2 separate regions of the Mus musculus genome follow, and region 1 is linked to region 2. A link is a contact called in public ChIA-PET data. All regions are on one chromosome and are shown on one strand. The core of a region is the stretch at or near the end of the contact, and the rest is flanking DNA. Distances in the headings are between cores, read along the strand shown. Region 1 holds the start of Tec (tec protein tyrosine kinase). Region 2 overlaps Txk (TXK tyrosine kinase).

Region 1 (3,491 bases), core at 984-3,483, 140 kb after region 2:
TATGGGGTTTTGGTTGTTGTTGCTGCTGCTGCTGCTGTTGTTTTAATTCCTTCCTTTTTTTTTTTTTGCCTTTACAATGGAAATGTAATTTTCAACCTCTACTTCATGGTAGCTTTGGTCATCTGTGCCCTGAGCAGTCAAACATGCAGTCAAATTAGTAGTTATAATCTGACCCAAGTAAGGACTGGCTGACCCAGGCAGAGATTGAAAGGCAGGCCTAGGTGGAGACAAGCATGGAGATACAGATAAGGTCTACGCCCTCTCCTCTAGGTGGCTTGTGGTTGTTTTTTCCAACAAATCTCTTCTAACAGCATAATCACATGGAATGAGATCATTTTCCCATGATCAGAAGTCAATTTCATTCCTTTCTTACAGACTTGAATGCCCCGCGAAGGACCTTAATGCTTGATACGAATTCAACTTCAAAGACTCTGCTTCACCTGCTGCTCACTGGACGAGAGCAGAGCTTCTACGGGCTCTGAACAGGGACAAAGTCCACAGACACTTACTGAGAATCCACAGGGGAGCCATCAGCAAGCTGAGTATCAACAAATGATCTTCCCCAGATGGGAGTGGAGGGAGTGGGGGGGGGGTGAAGTAAATGCCAAAATCTAGTAGGATGGGTGCAGGGAAGGAAGAGAGGCACCAACCAGGGCAGCCTGGAGAACCTGTAGGAAGAGGTGTGGTTAGAGGCCCTGGGTGCGGGGCGGGGAGGGGGGGGAGCGAGGGGGGGGATAGGGGGAGGCCAGGCATTCTTCAAGAACACAAATGTGCCAGTAATTGTCCACAGTATCTCCATCCTCCTTTAAGGATCAGCTGTAGGGAGAGAGGTTACACATAGCCCCAGCCCTGTCTGTAAACAAGACCACCTTGTTGTAAGGGAATCAAGAAAACAGTGTGGCAATGCTAAACCTTGCATTCCCACCCTAGATTCTTTCCAATCTAGAAAGAGAGGGAAACTCTAGGCCAAAGATCCATGTAGGGCAAAGGTATCGCCTACTAGAGCGCTTCACTGATTTGCATGTGTTTACAATACCTGTCCCCACACAATTCCACAAACCCGAAGGCACACACCCTTGTGGGAAGAACGAGGGTGATTTACATAGGCACCCTACAGAAAGCACCCCTGAGCTGGCAAGGAGAGGAATAGTGATCGGATTCATAAGTGTATGGCGAAAAGATAGGTCTGTCTTAAACAATGAAAATGTAACTGGACGACATGGATGTTTTCAAATACTTAATGTGTAAGTTTAGCCACAGCTCCCCCCAACCCCCGCCTCGCGGAAAAAAATCAAGCTCTTCCTTATTTTGAGTCTATAGACCACAGAGCTACAGTGTCGATCACTCAGCTATTAAATCCCAAATCTTACTTAGGAGACTCGATGCTTCCTCCTACCGCGCCTCGGCTCTGTAAAAGAATTATATAGACGGGAATAGGTTGTCAGAGTTTCCTTAGAGGAAAATGGGAACTCACTGGAAAAATGTAAAACCTCTGCTTAAAGCATGCAACTATTCTGTCTGGATAGGCTCCAAACCCACTTAACCAAGCCAGCCACCCAGTTGTCCCAATTTAACACTGCGATCAACTCTTCTAACCAAATATTCCACTTTCCAAAGATAAGCCCGAATGGGACCTGGTACACAGAAACATATTCGCCAACGACAGGAAAAAGTTAAGAAATGTCAGATCCAGGGGAAATTGCACAGTCTCGGGACAAGGTCCACGTAGTTTTTCCCACTTTGATTCTTCGAGTCCCTGTTTATCAAGATCCAGATACCACTTTCCAGAAGAGAAAAATAGCTAAAGAAGTACGTGCACCTGCTCGGGCACAAGCAACTGTGGACTGTCTTCCTGGATTCGAACTTTACCGCGGGACAAGCAGAAAGAAGAAAGGCCCCCTGCCGCTCAACTGGGAAAGGAACTCAATCGCGAGTCCTCTCGGCTCAGATACCAAGTCCAAAAGGGCTCAGATCTGCAGCCACCGGGGAAGGCGCGGCCATCAGGGGAGCGCACCTGTCCCTTCTTCCTGGCCCAAGGGGGACGGGCCTCTGACCTGACGCAGAGAGTCCGCTCTCACCTCCGTGAGAAGGGTAGAAAAATCCTCCCTAATCCCACTAAGGTCAGTCTCCCGCAGGTGGAGGCCAACTCCGTGAGCGCCGAGAGTCCCTTGGTTCTTACCTTGACGGAGCGCGTGCCGAGACAAGCCAAGACAGAGCGACGTCCAAACTGCGGAGCCCGGAGCTCGGCAAGCGCTGACCAAACCCATCGGCCACGCCCACCGCCCGGCTCCTCCCTGGCCCCGCCCCCTCGCCGCGCCGCCTCTGCCCTCCGCTGCCCACAGCGCCAGTGTCCCACCTTCCTTCCGCGATTTCAAAGCCAAAGGGAAGAATCGGAGCTCGCGGTCCTGCGGCCGAAGTTCCAGGGAGCGTCTCTTATCCAGACAGACGCGGCGTGGGGTCTCTCTAAGTCCGGACTTCCCATCCTAAGAGAACCGTCCAGAAAAATGCTCCTTCGTCCCCGGCTCGGAGAGCCGGTAGCAATAGCACTTGTGGGTGGCTAAGAACCGACCTCCACTTCCGCTTAGCCCCTCGCGGGCGAAACCGGATGATGCTGTGCTCTGGGGTGATAGAAGAATGGGTGGCTTGACTGACAAGCCTGAAGCATCAGAGCCTAGCATAGGGTCACCCACTTACATTATTACTGTTGATACACTAATAATGAAAACAACCTTCAAGTTATTCACTTTAAATACTGTAAAATTCTTAGACTCCAGGAAAGAACGTGCCGTTTGTCACCTAGCTAGCTAGCTAACTGAGAAGCTGTCCTGGAAAGGCTGGGGCTGTAGATCAGTGGTACAATGTTTGCTTAACATGCACAAGGCCCTGGGTTTGATTCCCTACTTTCAAGTCTAAGTTGTCTTTGATGGTAGTCTTGAGTCTTAGCCACTGTTATCTGATCTCATCCATCCTGTACTGTCAGACAGGCATGGTGGCCCACATATTTTATTCCAGCTGAGAGGGCAAAGGCAAGCCCATTTCTAAGCATTTAAGGCCAGTCTGGTAAACATAGTGGTTTCCAGGCCAGCCAGGGCAGGGATATGAGGACCTCTCAGAAGGAGAGAGACACAGGATAGGACTGTAATGTTCATAATAGTCCATGGGAATAAAAGACTGAGTTCGCCTTTGGGATGGAGAGAGAAATTAATTTGTAAAATGCTTGCTATGCCGAAGGTTGATCAGGTAGAGCCCATGTTTTTAAAAAAAAAAAAAAAGGAAAGAAAGAAAGAAAGAAAGAAAAAGGGAAGAGAAAGAAAGGAAGGAAGGAAGCTGTTTTTCACCTGTACTCCAGAGCTGGAGGCAGAACCAAGCATAGCTTGGCCAGTCAATCTAGCCCAACTGGCCAGCTCCGGGTTCCATGAAAGACTTTATCTCAAATAATATGGAAGAGAGCAATTGAGAAAGACACTTAGCCTCTGACCTCCACAGTGGAG
Region 2 (3,716 bases), core at 51-2,550:
AAGAGCAAATGAGACATGGCAGAAAGAAACAAAAGTGGCTTCGCTGGCAGTGAGTGTCCATTTGGTCACAACGAAAATTCCAGACTTGAACAACAATTGAAAAAATGGCCTATTTTTCTAATTGTTCTGGGTTGGTTTTCATACACAGTCTCCTTTCAACTAGGCTTGTGGTGTTGGCCAGCTTCAGCACAGGAGAGCACTGAGATCTCATGGGGCAGGCTTGAGTGACCACAAATCACCACCACACTGTTTTCTAAGAGAGGTGGCTCAGTCCCCCAAAGGGGTGGAGAGTGGAGACTGGAATCTTAAGCTAAAGGGTCAGGTCAACAGAAAGGACATTTGAGACAGGAAAGAGTGAAGACACTTGGTGATGAAGCTGAAAAGCTTGGTTCGAGGGAGGAAGAGCAAGCCACCAGAGCAGTCTGGGAAAACCTATCAGATGTGCCTCGTGCCCTGGAACCGTCTTTATCTATGCTCAAAGATGACCCTGCATATTCACCTAAACTTTTGGAATGGGAGCTATTTTAGGGAAAGCTGTACTGAATCTAAACTAAATGAGTAGCGAGGCCAAGGAAGTATCTTCCTCTACATTTCTTCTCTCAAGAAATACTTGACACCACTACTCTTATCACAAACTAATGCCTGTTAGCTGCATATGCTAGTTATAAGATGAACTGAGACGGAAGGAAGGACCATCTAGAAACTGCCCCACCTGGGGATCCATCCCATAAACAGCCACCAAACCCAGACACTACTGCATATTCCAGCAAGATTTTGCTGACAGGACCCTGATATAGCTATCTCTTGTGAGGTTATGCCAATGCCTGGCAAATACAGAAGTGGATGCTCACAGTCATCTATTGGATGGAACACAGGGTCCCCAATGGAGGAGCTAGAGAAAGTACCCAAGGAGCTGAAGGGGACTGCAACCCTATAGATGGAACAACAATATGAACTAACCAGTACCCCCAGAGCTCGTGTCTCTAGCTGCATATGTAGCAGAAGATGGCCTAGTTGGCCATCATTGTGAGGAGAGGCCCTTGGTCTTGCGAAGATTATATGCCCCAGTACAAGGGAATGCCAGGGCCAGGAAGCAGGAGTGGGTGGGTTGGGGAGGAGGGTGGGGGGAAGGTATAGGGGACTTTCAGGATAGCATTTGAAATGTAAATGGAGAAAATATCTAATAAAACATAACAAAACAAACAAACAAACAAAAACAAGATGAGCACCCAAAGGGAGGAGGGAGCATGAAGCCAAACTGAGAATCTAACTTTATAAAAACACAGGAAGAGCTCTGTCACGTTGTAGCTGTGATTTAATCTATCAACCTTACATTTTCACCAGAAGAGTGAGATCTACAAAGTCACTGCTCAGACCTCTCTACTCTAAAGTTATAATTGTTATCTAAAAGAGAGGAAGGTTTTTAAAGCATACATTTACTAAGCATACTTAAGGTTCTTTCAAACGATATCATTAGTCTATCTCTTCTCCTCAGTTACTTCTAAAACATAACAAAACAAGAGCCAACATCTGAGAACCAGGTAGTGCAGACTGTCAGATTTACCTTCTGTCATTTTGAAAAATAAACGCTCTGTCTAGGACACACAGTATGACACATGTATCAGTGTACCTAAGGCATGGCCATGCCAAACACAACAAATACGAGCTTAAGAAGGATTTTCAGAAGCAACTGTGGTAATAATCAGAGGTCTCTTCATTGCTAAGACTATCAAATGTGTTACTTTCTTTTTCTTTTACAAACTTGAAAACTGTCTATACTTCAAAGTTCTCAGTAGCTCTCTGATTTTCCAACGTTAATCACAGTGCGGTCTTGTTAAGGGAACTTACTCATAGATTTCTAAGTTGGCGAGTCTGTTTTCTGTCACATAGTTGCTTGGGATTAAGCCTTCATTCCTACAACATAACACAAAACAAAAGACTCAAGATGGAAAACCGGTTGGTAACATTACTGAGACAACAGTTATGCAGTCAACCCCATCCCTACCCTGGGAAGAAGTAGGGAGGAATCAAAGAAAAAAAAAGCATCTTACTTGTTACACTGTTAAAAAGATAAAAATGTTTCTACCTTCCAACTCTACAGAAACCTCTCTACAGTAGATAGCAAGATCCTGACTTACAAATAAACTATTTTAAGAGATTAGATAACCCCATTTTCTTTTCTTTTGTTGAAATAAATGAATCCTGTAGCCCAGGCTGACCTTAAATTCCCAGCCACCTCAAGAGTACTAGGGTTTCAGGCAGCTGCCACCGAGCCCAGTTCCAATATGCCAAGATGCATTTTAAAGGAAAAGTGGGTGTGGTTCTGAGTTTAGACTCAACATGGATTGTTCCATTTCAGAGTTCAGACTCAGCATGCTCTGTTCCCTGGGAAGGGCGTTGTAGGTCGAGGATGTGTAATTGGGCATCACTCCAGGTTGGGATGCCTCAGACTTAAAAACAAGCAATTAGCTTTTTTTTTTTTTTTTTTTTTTGCAGTTAAACGTATAGGGTTTATAAAAAACACTGCCAAATTCTTCATTGTCTCCTTTGGGTTCAAAAAGTACACCATTCCCCAACCCCCAAAGAACAGGAAAGGCTAACTGACTCATCTAAAATTGAATCTAAGCTCAGTTCAACATGGACTACGGGAGGATTTCTGGAGGTGACATAAAAGTCAGCATTCTTTAGGAACTTAAGAAACCGGTCCCCACCTGTCCAAAGGAATCATGTTCCTTACCTCTGGCAGAGGGGACAAATGGCTACCTGTGGCTGCCTAGCAAAACCTAAGTCAGCCTCCAGGCTCCCTCAGTATCACAGGTACCTGTTACACATTTCAAGATCTGTGCTAACCCCCTTCCTCCTCGTCCCCCTCCAATGTCCCTCCTCCCAGATAGATACCTGCTTGTTCTCTTTATAATGCCAAGATTTCCTCTACCTCTGCTATTCTCACTGCTCTATGTATGTATGTATGTATGTATGTATGTATCTACATATGTATGTATGTATCTCTATCTATCTATCTACCTATCTATCTATCTATCTATCTATCTATCTATCTACCTATCTTCCATTCTCTGTCTTGCTGTCTCACTACCTCCACCTCTTCTCTTCCACTTCCCTAGCCCTGGCCATCCCCAGTTTGCTGGGCATGCTCAGTCTGCTTCCTTTTCTCTCCACTGTCTCTCCTATCTACAATAAACACCTAGCTGTATTGTGGAGCAGTCACACTGGCAGGTTCCTCACTGAGCCTCCTCATATGCAGTCACTACTTCCAAACTGTCTCCTCCCTGCATACAACACCACTGTCCACTTAGTGGTCATTGTCCGTGAGACTATGCTCACATGCTGAAATATGTGGAGTTGTTTTTATTAGATTTAATTTACATACCAGTTATTACAATTCAAGCCTTGTTCTGCAACTGGCTTTCAGTTTGTCAAGAGTACATCTTGGTGGTCTTCTGCTCATTTCAAATGGAGGTAGAAGAATAAGAAAAAGAGAAGCCCTGCCCTCCCTGCTGACAAGTATCTGCAGCTTCCATAGCCAGGAAAGGATGACCAATGCAGGGAATTTCCCTGTTGAGCCCGACATTATAGGAATAGCCTTACTTGAGTCCAAGGTTGAGGCCATGCTCAAGGTTGCTTGTAATTGAGGAGGGGCCAAACTATATATATATATGAGTGTGTGTGTAATTAAAAATAATGGACCCAATACCTTG

Evidence for each region. ChIA-PET counts read pairs in DNA pulled down with a chosen protein or histone mark.
Region 1: a contact with region 2 is called in an RNA polymerase II ChIA-PET map of effector CD8 T cells, with 29 read pairs. The contact joins the promoter of Tec here to the enhancer-like site in region 2. A contact is called at or near these places in 9 of 39 promoter capture datasets (the 3T3-L1 cell line, the C10 cell line, cranial neural crest and 5 more), 3 of 484 Hi-C or Micro-C datasets (the HL-1 cell line, bone marrow-derived macrophages and group 2 innate lymphoid cells), 5 of 115 datasets of contacts at active chromatin or transcription factors (CD8 T cells, effector CD8 T cells, embryonic stem cells and 1 more) and 3 of 9 other capture datasets (adipose tissue, liver and pancreatic islet).

The regions. Positions count from the first base shown.
Region 1 is chr5:72,866,215-72,869,705 of GRCm38.p6, forward strand. Tec (tec protein tyrosine kinase) reads right to left here and starts at 2,234. Exons shown (of 19, transcript NM_001113460.2): 1 at 2,180-2,234.
Region 2 is chr5:72,729,916-72,733,631 of GRCm38.p6, forward strand. Txk (TXK tyrosine kinase) reads right to left here. Exons shown (of 15, transcript NM_001122754.2): 5 at 1,849-1,914. Among named protein-coding and RNA genes, the nearest start is that of Txk, 21 kb to the right of the region's middle. Within about 2 kb of position 1,301, at least 12 of the 459 cell types and tissues checked have an H3K27ac peak or open chromatin away from gene starts, as enhancers often do. A contact at or near this core is called in CD8 T cells and effector CD8 T cells, where this site is marked.